Linked DNA regions of Zea mays: all the other regions are linked to region 1. Evidence: chromatin contacts called from public Hi-C data. All regions are on one chromosome and are shown on one strand. The core of a region is the stretch at or near the end of the contact, and the rest is flanking DNA. Distances in the headings are between cores, read along the strand shown.

Region 1 (2,938 bases), core at 246-2,745:
TGGGCCGGCTCGTTTAGCATGAAAAAGCGGGCTAAACAGGCCGAAAACCATGTTTTAGTACAAAAAAAGCGGGTTTAACGTGCTTAGAGGTAAATGGACCGTGTCGGGCTAACCCACCATGCCTAGTTTTCTGTCCGAGCCCAGCCCGCTTATTCGTGCCGGGCCGGCCCGGGCCCGCATAGAACCGGGTCGTACCAGGCTCGTACCGGGCCCAAACAACGGGCTTCGTGCCAGTCTCACAGGCCTCGTGCTTATTGGCCATCTATAGGAGGGTTCAAGTTACCTGGTAAATAAATTCAGCCTATTCGTTTGGTTTTAATACGTACTCGCTTCTACTGCTTTTGTTTTGTCTCTATGGATCAACGGTCCCAACAGCTGGCTTTAATATATTTCTTCTTTTTGTTTGATAAGAAACACAAAGAACCCTCCCAGCACCAAGAAACACAAAGAATCCACCGTGCAACCACCAAAATGCAAGAGTGCTAAAGACCTTGATCGCTCTTGCCGACGCGCATACAGAACAAGAAGGCAGCAAGTACGGCACAATCATGCTGTAGACATTTGCTCGATGACAGGAAATGTAACTTTTCCAAAATTACAGCGCGGCTAAAGCCCTGAAATAGAACGTTTTCGAAAAGAAAGGAAGCCGCAGCCCGGTGAATATCACCCCCGACATCCCGGCACATGACTGTACAGAAAGAATCGAAAACTATCGTGTACAAAGATCAAAACAATATCAACCGAGAGAAATCGGACGCTGCAAAGCGACGCTGCGAAGCGCAGAACCAAGTTCAAGAAGGAGTGTGTGCGGGTGGAGCTCACGTCGTAATGGAAGATGTCGTTCACGGACACCTCGACAAAGAAGTGGTTCGCGCGAACCGCCAGCTTTCTCCCAGACGTGCCTAAACCGGGGCGGGGCGGCGGCACGATCCTCTTCCTCGAGAGTGGCGGAGCCTCCTGGGGCTGGTGCGCGGGACCTTGCGCGACGGGTTTACCTGCGGGCACGGGAGGAGCAGCGGGCCGGTCGTCCGCCACGGCCAACTTCCCCATGCCATCCGCCAAGGCAGCTCCAGCCGCCTCGGTGGGGGCTCGAGGCGCTTGCGCAGAAGACGAGGCCGCTGCTGCGGGAAATGCCGGGGCAGCGGCGTCCGGCGCTAGAGGACAGGGCGCGGCGGGGCGGGCTGGCGGTACCGCTACCGCCATGCCGCCGCGGCCCTGGCCTCCGCCCTCTGTGTTCCCGAGCGGCGGCGGCTGCTGCTGGTGGTCGTCGACACCTCGGCCTCCGGGACCGCGGCCACGACCGCCGACCCCGCGCCCTCGGCCCGGGTCGCCTCTGCCTCCGCGTTCGCCGCCTCCATCGTCGCCGTGATGGTAACCTCCCCCGCCACGGATCCCCCGCCCCCTGCCTTCACCGCCCCGCCCACCGCTAGGGCCTTTCCCTCCGCCACCACCGCGCCCACGAGAGGCCATCGTAGGAAGGAGGCTTGGGGTTTTGCTAGGTGGAAAGAACCGTGGAAGGCGAAATGAAGAGCGAAGAAACTGAATAGCACCCGCACGCTGCGGGCAGCTTTTATAGCCAAGGTGGGCAAGCAGAAGACCGGTGGTACGCTGAAGTCTTCCGGCCTGAGCATTTGGTGGGGAAACCGGTCAGTTTAACCAACGGTTTTTTTCTTCAAAATTCGTCCTAAATTCAAAACAATTAAAAATAATTGATAAAAAACGGATATATGTGAACCGTCATTTTGAACTGGTAACCACATTTTTTTTGGGGAAACCGGATTTGATGTTAAGATTTAGTTTCGGTTTAGTCATTTAGTGTTCAGTTTAGTCGTATTAGTTTGTTTACTATTATATGGTATATGTGAAGATTATTTACTGTTAGATGCTATTTTTTGTCCAGTTTAAGTGCTAGTTTAGTTCCAATACACCTTCGACATTGGACAAAGATTCACCTAATAGTGACACTCATCTTTCTAGCATGTTGTTTATATCACTTGTACACGAACAAGGAGACACAGATGAAGTGCAAGAATGGGCCAATGAAACAGTTGGATCATATGCTGTAAGGGGAGTGGTGCAAGGGGGTGGGATGAGAGACCATATCACGATTCTTCCAACATACCTGAATACTATCACTATGACTCGTGTTGAATACATGAGTATTGTGAAACAAGTCAACCTATATGTCGTTGAAGAACTATAAAAGAACTAGTATTTAAGTATTGCTGGTTGTTTGTTGCATATGCATGCTATATGTTATTTTGGTAAACACATGTCGTGTGGATCAATTAATATTTACTGTGCAATGTGAATTGAGTAAATTACAAATAAATATTGTCAAAATTTTCCATTTTCTGTAAAAAACAGCGAAAACCGGTTCATTTTCATGGAAAATCGACACTTTGGGGCGGTTTACCGTCGGTTTTTCGTCAATAATGTTAGGATTTATGGGCTTGGCCCAATTAAGAATTTCTAATAAATCACAGGAAAATCTCAAAAGCCCATATAAGTGGATGGCAAAGGGATAGGTGGAACCAATAGCACCATATTGCTAGCTCTTATGGAGTAGAGCTAACTTAAATATGGAAGCCACACTCACTCACCAAGTCATGGATGAGAGGAGAGAGTGTGGAGAGCCACACGCGCGCGCGCGCTCGCTCGCCTGGCCGGGCCGGGCCGGGCCGGGGCGGGGCGGGGCGGGGCGAAGGGCGCGGGCGCACGACATGCGCGTGAATGGTCCGCCGAAATCCGGCCCCTCGCCTTGCGGGGGCGCGGCTACCTTTTGCCGTTTGATTTTTTGGTTTCTTGGCTGTTACGCTTATCCTAACCGATCGCTATAAAATCTCAACTGATTGCGAGATTTTCGTGGGCGGATAAGCACGGGGGTCGCGGACTTGGCCCTATAAAAGGAGCCCGGCAGCCAGCCTCCAGATCATCC
Region 2 (2,938 bases), core at 163-2,662, 210 kb before region 1:
CACGACAGACCCCTTCCATAATCCTGTAGCGTGTGTCCCAGTCAAGACCAGAAAACTCATCTGCAGTAGTATTACAAATGGATTATTAATAAAATACACATACAGACACAGACAGACAGAGAGAAAAAGAAAGAGAGAGAGAGAGAGAGAGAGAGAGAGAGAGAGAGAGATCAATTTCCTTCAACAACTCAGTTAAGATGGCCCAGAAGCATACCCGAAATATGATCTTGAAGGCTTCCATTGTGTAAATACTCAAGGCAGAGCGCTATACGCGGCTCTTCGACAAGAATTTTTCTTCTATCGTGCTCCATAAATGTTTTCTTAATTTCATAGCAATAGCCATAAATCCGTACAATGTTTTCATGCTTAAGTTTTGCAAGGTTATATAACTCATTTTGAAACTGCTTATGGTTAAGATCAGTGACATTAGCATGAAGCTTCTTCACAGCAACGTAATCACCATTTTTAGTCAATCCCTGTTGAGGATATGTTGTCAGTACTAAACAAACATTAACTTCCACTTTTCTATGTATGTAGTGACTACTTATCATTTTGATAACTGAAAAAACCAGAAAAATGCAGATACTATATTTATGGCAGTGCGGTAAGATCATGTGTATGCGTATGATTGGAAGCAGCCCAGTGTGTTGGTCAGACCGTACATAACTTCGTTTATTGAAACTGATCATGCATGCCAATAAAATCATACTTACCCTGTAAACCACTCCAAAGGATCCTCGGCCGAGCTCTCGACTCTCAGAGAAACCATCTGTAATTTCTTCTAATAGTTGGAATGACACATTCTCTAGCTCGTCGCGGTATTTTTTGCTGTAGAAGTCGTCGCCGTCATCTGGCTTGTACAAGTCGCCTAGCATGTTATCCATTCAGCTGGTACAAATAAAACCCGACCCCTTTCAGCGTGAGCAACAAATAAAAAAAAACATGTACACTTTGCATTACAAGGTGTATGATACACCAGATTAGAAAACAGGATACATACATACAAGCAAAATGAGCAAATTATAGGACGCCTAGCTCCCTTTAATTCATTCAGCACCTCGTCATAAGGTAGCAATCAGAGAGCTTATGATGGGAGGAGGTTTTCATCCAGAAGGTAAGCCCAGTGCAAGCAACGTACGCGGCGATGATACGGAGCAGCAGCAAGATCCAAATGTAGCAGCACCGACCGTACCTGGAGCAGGAGCCGGAGCCGGAGCAGGAGATCCGATCGAGGAACGCCCTCAGTTAACCAGAAGTGAGATCGAAGTAGATCTGACAATGCGATTGTTAAAACGGCGGACGCGGAAAGCGATGGTAGTGTGAGTGCCTTTTAACTTGTTGAGGAGTAATTTGGGACGCGGAAAGCGCTGGTACTGCGAGCGCTAGTAGTTAAACTGGTATCTGACAAACTTACCCACGTATATTTGGCTTTATTCTTTCTTTTATTCTTCCACCTTTTTATCTCAGGGCACATCGGATTCGGATCGAATAGTCCACCTACAACCATATTCACAACTGCAACCAGATTTGCGTTATATTTCAAAACAGAGGCACTCGCACAATTGTCCCTCTTTTATATCGTATAATTAAAAGATTTAATCAATAAACTGAATCCATATTTATGTTACTAAGATTTTTATGAACAAAACTAGACCACTTTTGCAATATGGTATTTAAAGATTTATCTTAAGTCTATGTTCTACTTGTGGAGCATGCACCCTATTAAATAAAAGTGATGTACATGTTTCTTCAAAAGATTTATAATTTAAAATATCTCTTAAACACCGATTCCTCACCTTTTAAGATATTTAAACATTTGCCTAACAAAACAATAAAACAATTAATAAATATGTTCAAAATATTTGCATACATGCATGTATTTTTTGTTTGAGCATTCAAGTTGGAATTTGAAATTCAAACAGAATCGAATTAGTATTTTGAATTGGAAAAGGAATCAGAAATAAGAAAACAAAAAGGGAAAAAAAGAGAAAGCCTTTCCTCTACTTGGGCTTAAAACCCGCTGCTCACCCCACTTACATCTGTCGGTCCAGCCTGAAATATTGCTCAGACCTGAGAAACGACTGGTGGACGAATACTAGATGTTTTCTATAGCCAAAGTCATCTTATCTGCAAGGCCCATTCCATTAATTGCATATTTGGGATGCCAAGTCCACCAAGGTCTAAGAGCAGACCCAAGAGCTTCCTAAAAAAAATATTCTCCGAAACATCATATTAGGGACGGCTGAAAAAAGAAATTCCCCTAAAAACTAAACTCACATCACAATGCTAATATCTAGTCACTAAAACTAAACTCATTCAACTCACAAGTGGGTGGCCTTCCAGGAGCATGTCACAGAGAGCGCGAGCCAGCAGCGGAAGAGACAGAGCGCGGCGATGAGTTAAAGTTGCAACTAGGCATGGCATCAGAGAGCGTGAGCGTCGCGGTGAGGTTGCCACATCGTGTGTGCGCGCTGAGGAGCGCGATTGGAATAGGACGTCGCCGACATGGGAGGAGGACTTGTGAGTTGAATGAGTTTAGCTCACGCCTCTGGATCAACGTCAACGAAGTAGTTCTCAACGTGTGCTTTGTGCTGACGAGGCAGGGGGTCGAGATTACATGTGCTCTGCTCCGCCCTGTTTGAAGCCCTAGTTTAATCAAGTTGCACACAATCGACAGAATAGTTGGGTCTAGGGGAAAGTTAGTAAGACTTTGGTGCTTTCGTGGTGAGTTTCTGGCATCATCTACATAGTCCTACAGTCTTTCCAAAGTGGCATAATGATGAGTTACTAGAAAATGGGTGTATAGACGATAAACTGGGGGTACTGGTGGTATTGTAATTGATTGGCTATTTAATTTTTTTTTTACCACTACTTGTCCTTGTCTGTGATGAGGTTGACCGCTGTACATGCATGCAGATGACTAGGTGGGATGAAATTT
Region 3 (2,938 bases), core at 165-2,664, 150 kb after region 1:
AGCACCCACCACCACCACCACCAGTAGTGCTAGCATATGAGTAAGCAGTGCAAGAGCAATCAGTGGCACAAGCCTGGCCACATCCATCAGCGTCAGTTGCTTTCATGGGCACGGGGTCGTAGGCCAACTGAACGCCAGGCACGGGCAAGAACCTGTCCGTGGCGCAATCGAGTTGGTTGTTCCTCGTGCACCCTCCCGCTCGATCGTCGAGGTCCCATTCACTGGGCGACCTGATAGAGAATCCCTCCATGCAATCGCAGGACATGTTCGCGTTGTTGTCGCCGCCGCCGGTGGTGGTGCAGACAGTGAAAGGTCCACAGGCAGCGTGGACGCTGCAGGGATTCATGGGCTGGGTGTAGAAGTCTCGCCAGGCGTGGCTGCTCTCCACCCACACGCGCCCCTTGATCTGGCCAGAGGTCTCCACGGCGGTGTACACGGAGAGGGTGTCGTTGGGTATGGTGTAGATGTAGTACTGCTCCTGGGCGTTGTCGATCTGGTTGTAGCTGATGAAGCCGCTGTCGCTGGGATCCACGTCCGACAGTGAGAATGTGCCCGACGCCCAGTACACGACGGAAGAGGAGCACTGGCTGAGTATGATCCCCTGGGAGAACCGTGAGTCCACCCCGACGCAGTAGGAGCCGCGGGCCGGGTTCGCCCTGTTCTTCCTCGACACGAAGACGCGGTTCAACCCCGTCACCTTGTTCCTGCCCAGCTTGGATCCCGGGAGGTACACGTCTGTTGGGTAGTCGAAGCTCTGCCACCGGACCTTGGACGCGTCCGAGGCCGAGGCGTCGCGCACCACCAGGTTGCCATTGTGGGTGAGCTCGGCGACGGTGTTGGTGGTGTTGGTGCTGGTGTTGTTGGTGTTGGTGCTGGTGGTGTTGCTGCTGGTGGTGGTGGTGGACCAAACGACTAGGGTTTCAGTTCTTTGAGGAGCGTTGTTGTCCTCCTGGACTACTACAAGGTTCCCGTCTCTAGAGATTTGCAGAGTCCGTTTGGGGAGGAGCTTATTATTGGGGTCTGCGTCTGGGTCGGTGAACGGGTCATCCCGGTTAGCAATCCAGACCGGAGTGAAGACTGGGATCTTGTTGAACCAGATGCCTAGGTACCAGTTGGAGACGGCGGTGGTGTTGCTGTTGTTGTCAGAGGAGGAGGAGGACTTACTGGCGGCGGGTGTGGTGGTGGTGCCGGACGGGAAGAAGCCGAGCGCGAACTTGCCGTTCCTGGAGACGAGGGTGTCGCCGACAGCGAGCGCCTGGCCCGCCGCGAGAGTGTGGTAATTCGCACAAGAGCACGGCCTGGGGCTGTGCAGCAGCAGGGAGACGAGGAAAAGCCCGACCAGTAGTGTGTAGCTGTAGGGTGAAGCAGGCATGGTGAACGAGAGATGTGGGTGTCTCTGTGCACGCATGCATGCATGCCCTGCCGTTATGAGAAGGGGAGGGGTCCGAGGGGATGATATATAAGAAGGGACTAGTAATAATCCATGTCATTGGTTAGTGGTTACCCGCATCAGTCTATCCTAAATTATCGCGTGCTTTAACTTTAACTTAGCATATGTTTAATTGTATATATTGGCCGCATGAGTTGATGTAAAATAAGTTATTCAAAAATCGGCATATAAGCCAGAAATAGGTGGGCTCGTATGGATTGGACGTGCGGACGCACTAAACCAATCATAAGCAATGTGAACGCGTGCTGCGCTGGTCACGATCCAGGTCAATCGTTCACACACGCGATCGATCGATCGAGATTCCTTCTCGCCTCATCAAGTGGGGAAAAAACAATGGAGCAAGACCAGGGCAGCCATTGTTGACCGCTTGTCACATCTCCTGGCACCATGTTGGTTGAGATGAGCTTTTGAGCGAGCTTGGTCCCACTCCCAACGAGAGACGAAACCGTGTCCCTTCTTCCAGTCTAATAATAAGACGTGGACGCCACTTGACCAGCTGACCACTGTCGGAAGACCTGCACAGGGTACCGGCAGCCACTCCTCGTTTTACGTACACGTGAGTATTTATCAGAATAGATAAAAAAAATAGTAATGGGTGGAAAGTAGGAAAAGAAAATGATATTTTATGTTTATAGTGAGATACATGGGGTGTATTTAGAAGGAACCGTTGCGAGAGATAAAAAAAGTAGGGTATGAAACCAGCTTGGTGAGGTGGTTGCATAGTGCGGTATGGGTAGGAAGAATTTAGCCTTATATGTATATATGTCAGGGAATGGATATTGTAGTTATATGTAGCTAACACTTAAACAGGTATATATGTAGTTAACACTTAACATGTGATGGTGTAATTCCATCAACCTCTTTCCCCTTGTACTGTTCACGTAATCTTGTAATCACTTGCACGCGTCACCTGGATTATTGCCTTCTGCCAAGACGAAAGTATAAATGTAATTAAATGTTATATTTTTGATATTTGAATTTATATAATAAAATATATAAATAAGTTTATGTGTTTTGACATATTATTCCTTCATGTTGTATATTTTATATTACATCTCTTATTATCTTACAATTCTGATTATTGCTCATGACCTTCGTCCAAAGTGCATTGTGTCCCTGGGGAGATAATGCTTCAATGGACGAAGGTCATTAACATTTAACATTTTATGTTGCCTTGTTCTTAATTCGAAGCATTTGAGAAAAAGTCCCCAACATACATAACTTCATATCAGCAGAGGTCTGAATGGAAACTAATCCAGTCCTCTTATTCATGTCCTAGAACTAGAGATGGCCAAACGGACCGTCCGGCCCTGTCCGATGAAGTCCGGCTCATTTTGGGCACGACCTGCCAGACACGATTAGAAAACCGGGGCTGGGCCGTCTAAGTCCGCGGTCTCGATTTCCTGTCCGAGCTCGACCCGCAGCGGGCCCGGCCCGTTTAGCAGGAAAAAAGCGGGCCGAAAAGCGGGTTAAGTGTACCGGTAAACA
Region 4 (2,938 bases), core at 260-2,759, 130 kb after region 1:
TGATGTGGTGCATTTGGAAGTGCATAAATGGCTGGATCTTCGAAAACACCCCTCCAACTACCCAGTGGTGCAAAAATATCTTCGCTCAAGAGATGATTCTTAACAGCTATATGATGCGCGAAATGATAGCTGACAATGATAGACAATGGATACAACCATTGTAATTTGACGAAAATGTAATATGTAAAATATTCATAAGAAAGTGATAAAATGAATATTGTAGGAACCTCCTACAGTAGAAATTTCAAAAAAAACTCGTTGGAGATAGTCCTTTTTATTTTGATCTCCATATGGTTACTCTATTAAGTACCTAATATAGACGTCTGGTGTTACCACGACTTCACCCTTCACGCTGACAGTCTAGGACCGCCCCACGTGCCCCCGACTGGTTCTTTCGCCTCACGCAACTTGCCTCGACGCCGTGCTCTGTGGGCCTCACGCTCGCGCTGCGTCTGGCCAGCACCTCACCCGCCCACGCAGCTGTCACACCGCGTAACAAATAGTGCAGAGCGGGTACTCAAACCCACGCCCCTACTTTAGAAATTTGGAGCTAATCGTCAGACCACACGTAACTTAATGTTTAGATATAAAAAATAATTATATTTAAATATATATCTCAATATCTATTTGTATAATAAATAACAACCATAGCAAAACATGAACAACTCATAGTCGGTATAAAAAATAAGACCCAAAGTAGTGAAGAGACCGATGCCATTTGATCATCGTGGCTTTTCGTACAAAGAATGAAGTTTACTGAATGATTTATATAGACCGAAAATGAGGCGCAAAGCCATTTTATTCTTTCTCGCCGAAGGATGGATAGACGATACCTCAAGGCTTATGCGCGCATGCACCACCACGCAAGGAGTTGCATGCTCGTTAGTGTAGGAATTGGGCCGAGTCACATAGCTCGGGCACATTGCGGACTAAATAGTTTTTGATCGAGAAGGACTAAAAATTTCTAGCCGTGTTGGTCCAGCTTAGCCCTAAAACACGTCGGTTTTTATTGGACCGTGCCAGCACATGCCCGACCCACATATTTATACCACATAAAGTCTAAATATTATAACCACGTAAAATTTATAACTTAATAAATTAAAGAAATTAAACACTACGAACTTCATTGAGTCTATCAGAAAAGAGGATTTTGCACATAAAGTCTACTTTCTGAAGCTTGCCTCTTTTCACCTTTTCTGTCACTATGCTTGTCTGCTATCAATAATGACCGCGAAGAAGGAAGCCTTGGCTGTTAGAAAAGGTTCCATGATGCCCAGAAGATGATCCTGGGCAATGTTTAAACGAGGTAATAAGCCTTTGCATCTCCTGCATGCAAAGTTTATGCTTTCTTCTCTTAATCAAGAAATGGAACAATACCAATCTTGCTCTGAAAGATAAAGATGATATCTAGATTGTTTAAAACTCGAGCTGCTAGCCTTTATCTCTGGGGGCTATATTTATTTGAAGTAAGGTCAAATGGTATGGAATAACCCTAGCCTATACATTTGCTTGTTCCCAAGAAACCTTTGCTTGTTCCTGACCAGGGACCAATGTTATCTATGGATGGATAAATACTTGAGCAAACTTGGCATGGTTTAGCCCTGAAGGCAAAGCAATGTAGCTAGGAACAACTCTGGGTTGGCATACATATAGTAGTCAAAAGGTTATTCCAGTGAGACTGGAGGAATGATGAAATCTTTTCAATGGAAAGCAAGAATGCAGAGAGCATCAGGAATCTTCTTCTGAAGATAGTGTTTCCCTTAGCTTTTCCCCTGGCTGGTGCTTTTATCTGTGACCTCATAACAAACAGGGCAAGCAGCCACAGTAGCCATACGGGCTCATCTGATAGTTCATTCCAATTGGAACAATCGTCCGGTTCAATCTGTGGAGAAGAGGAAGAAGAGATGGAACCAAAACCAACTCGCGGCGCACAGCAAAAGTTAGCGAGAACAGAGAGTGCCTGCAGCGCTGCCGGTAGACTCCTGATGAGTGAGCTTGCAAGGCAGGCTTCCAACGCCGAAGAAATCATGGTGGTCGAGGCCGCCACCGAGGGTCCACGAGAAGCCGCAGCCAAGAAACAGGTCCAGGACGACCAGGGAATAATGGAGGCGGACGAGATCGCAAGCCTGAAGCTCACGGTGTCGGCCCTCGAAGACAGGGCTACCGCCATCGAGGCGCAGTTCCACGAGTACTGCGACGTGAAGGAGCAGGAGTCGGCGTACCAGAAGATGCAGATCATGTGCCTGGGCATGAAGCTGGAGCTGCTGGAGTCCCACAACCAGCGGCTGGAAGCCGCGGCAGCGGAGATCCGCGCGGCCGCTGGAGAGTTCGCGGCCATGAGAGGCAGGCTCGACAGGCTGCAAGGCAAGCTGAAGAAGGTGTCGAAGAGAAGCGAGCGAGGTTCGGACGCTGTCGTCGGCGAGAAAATCGCGGCCCTTGACGCGAAGCAAGCCCAGATGGCGAGACGGTGCGAGGAGTTCGAGCGGGCCATGGGTGAGATGAAGCAGCTCACGTTGCAGCTTGTGGAGCAGAAGGGAGCGAACAATGAGGTACTCGTAATCCTAACCATCTTGTTTCATGTTTGATCAGTGATTAGAACTGCGATCTTCGGACGATGGGTTTGACGGAAGTATTCTACGTGCTGTGTGCTTTCACTTTCCCGAGTGCGCATTGCAGAACGTGGAGGTGGCGGTGGAGAGGAGCCTGCGGAACCTGTCGAGCGGCAGGGACCTGGTGGACGGGCTGGAGGCGCTGCGGGACCGGTGGGCGGCCGGCATGGAGGAGATGATCTACCTGGGCTGGATCACGGCCTGGCTGCAGCACGACCTGATGCTGGTCGACGACGACGACGGCTACGGCGGCGCGGTGCTCGGTCCTGGCAGCACCACCTACGGTGGCGGCCACGGCGACGACGACGAAGATGTTCGAGACGGCGTGG

Evidence for each region. A called contact is a pair of places that touch in the nucleus more often than the background predicts.
Region 2: a contact with region 1 is called in a Hi-C map of ear, with 2.6 times the contacts expected there. The contact joins the promoter of LOC103648229 here to the promoter of LOC100279776 in region 1. A contact is called at or near these places in 2 of 25 Hi-C or Micro-C datasets (ear and leaf mesophyll).
Region 3: a Hi-C map of bundle sheath shows a contact between it and region 1, with 3 times the contacts expected there. The contact joins the promoter of LOC100273022 here to the promoter of LOC100279776 in region 1. A contact is called at or near these places in 6 of 25 Hi-C or Micro-C datasets (bundle sheath, ear, leaf and 1 more) and 1 of 3 datasets of contacts at active chromatin or transcription factors (leaf).
Region 4: a contact with region 1 is called in a Hi-C map of ear, with 5 times the contacts expected there. The contact joins the promoter of LOC103648238 here to the promoter of LOC100279776 in region 1. A contact is called at or near these places in 2 of 25 Hi-C or Micro-C datasets (ear and tassel).

The regions. Positions count from the first base shown.
Region 1 is chr2:238,955,392-238,958,329 of Zm-B73-REFERENCE-NAM-5.0, forward strand. It overlaps LOC100279776, which reads right to left and starts at 1,496. Exons shown (of 21, transcript NM_001152734.1): 1 at 823-1,496. The coding sequence starts at 1,470.
Region 2 is chr2:238,748,115-238,751,052 of Zm-B73-REFERENCE-NAM-5.0, forward strand. It overlaps LOC103648229, which reads right to left and starts at 1,413. Exons shown (of 8, transcript XM_008672720.4): 1 at 1,193-1,413; 2 at 714-888; 3 at 215-476; 4 at 1-60. The coding sequence starts at 884. It also overlaps the pseudogene LOC103648230.
Region 3 is chr2:239,106,667-239,109,604 of Zm-B73-REFERENCE-NAM-5.0, forward strand. LOC100273022 reads right to left here and starts at 1,415. Exons shown (of 1, transcript NM_001367776.1): 1 at 1-1,415. The coding sequence starts at 1,408.
Region 4 is chr2:239,087,749-239,090,686 of Zm-B73-REFERENCE-NAM-5.0, forward strand. It overlaps LOC103648238, which reads left to right and starts at 1,510. Exons shown (of 2, transcript XM_008672729.4): 1 at 1,510-2,549; 2 at 2,677-2,938. The coding sequence starts at 1,704.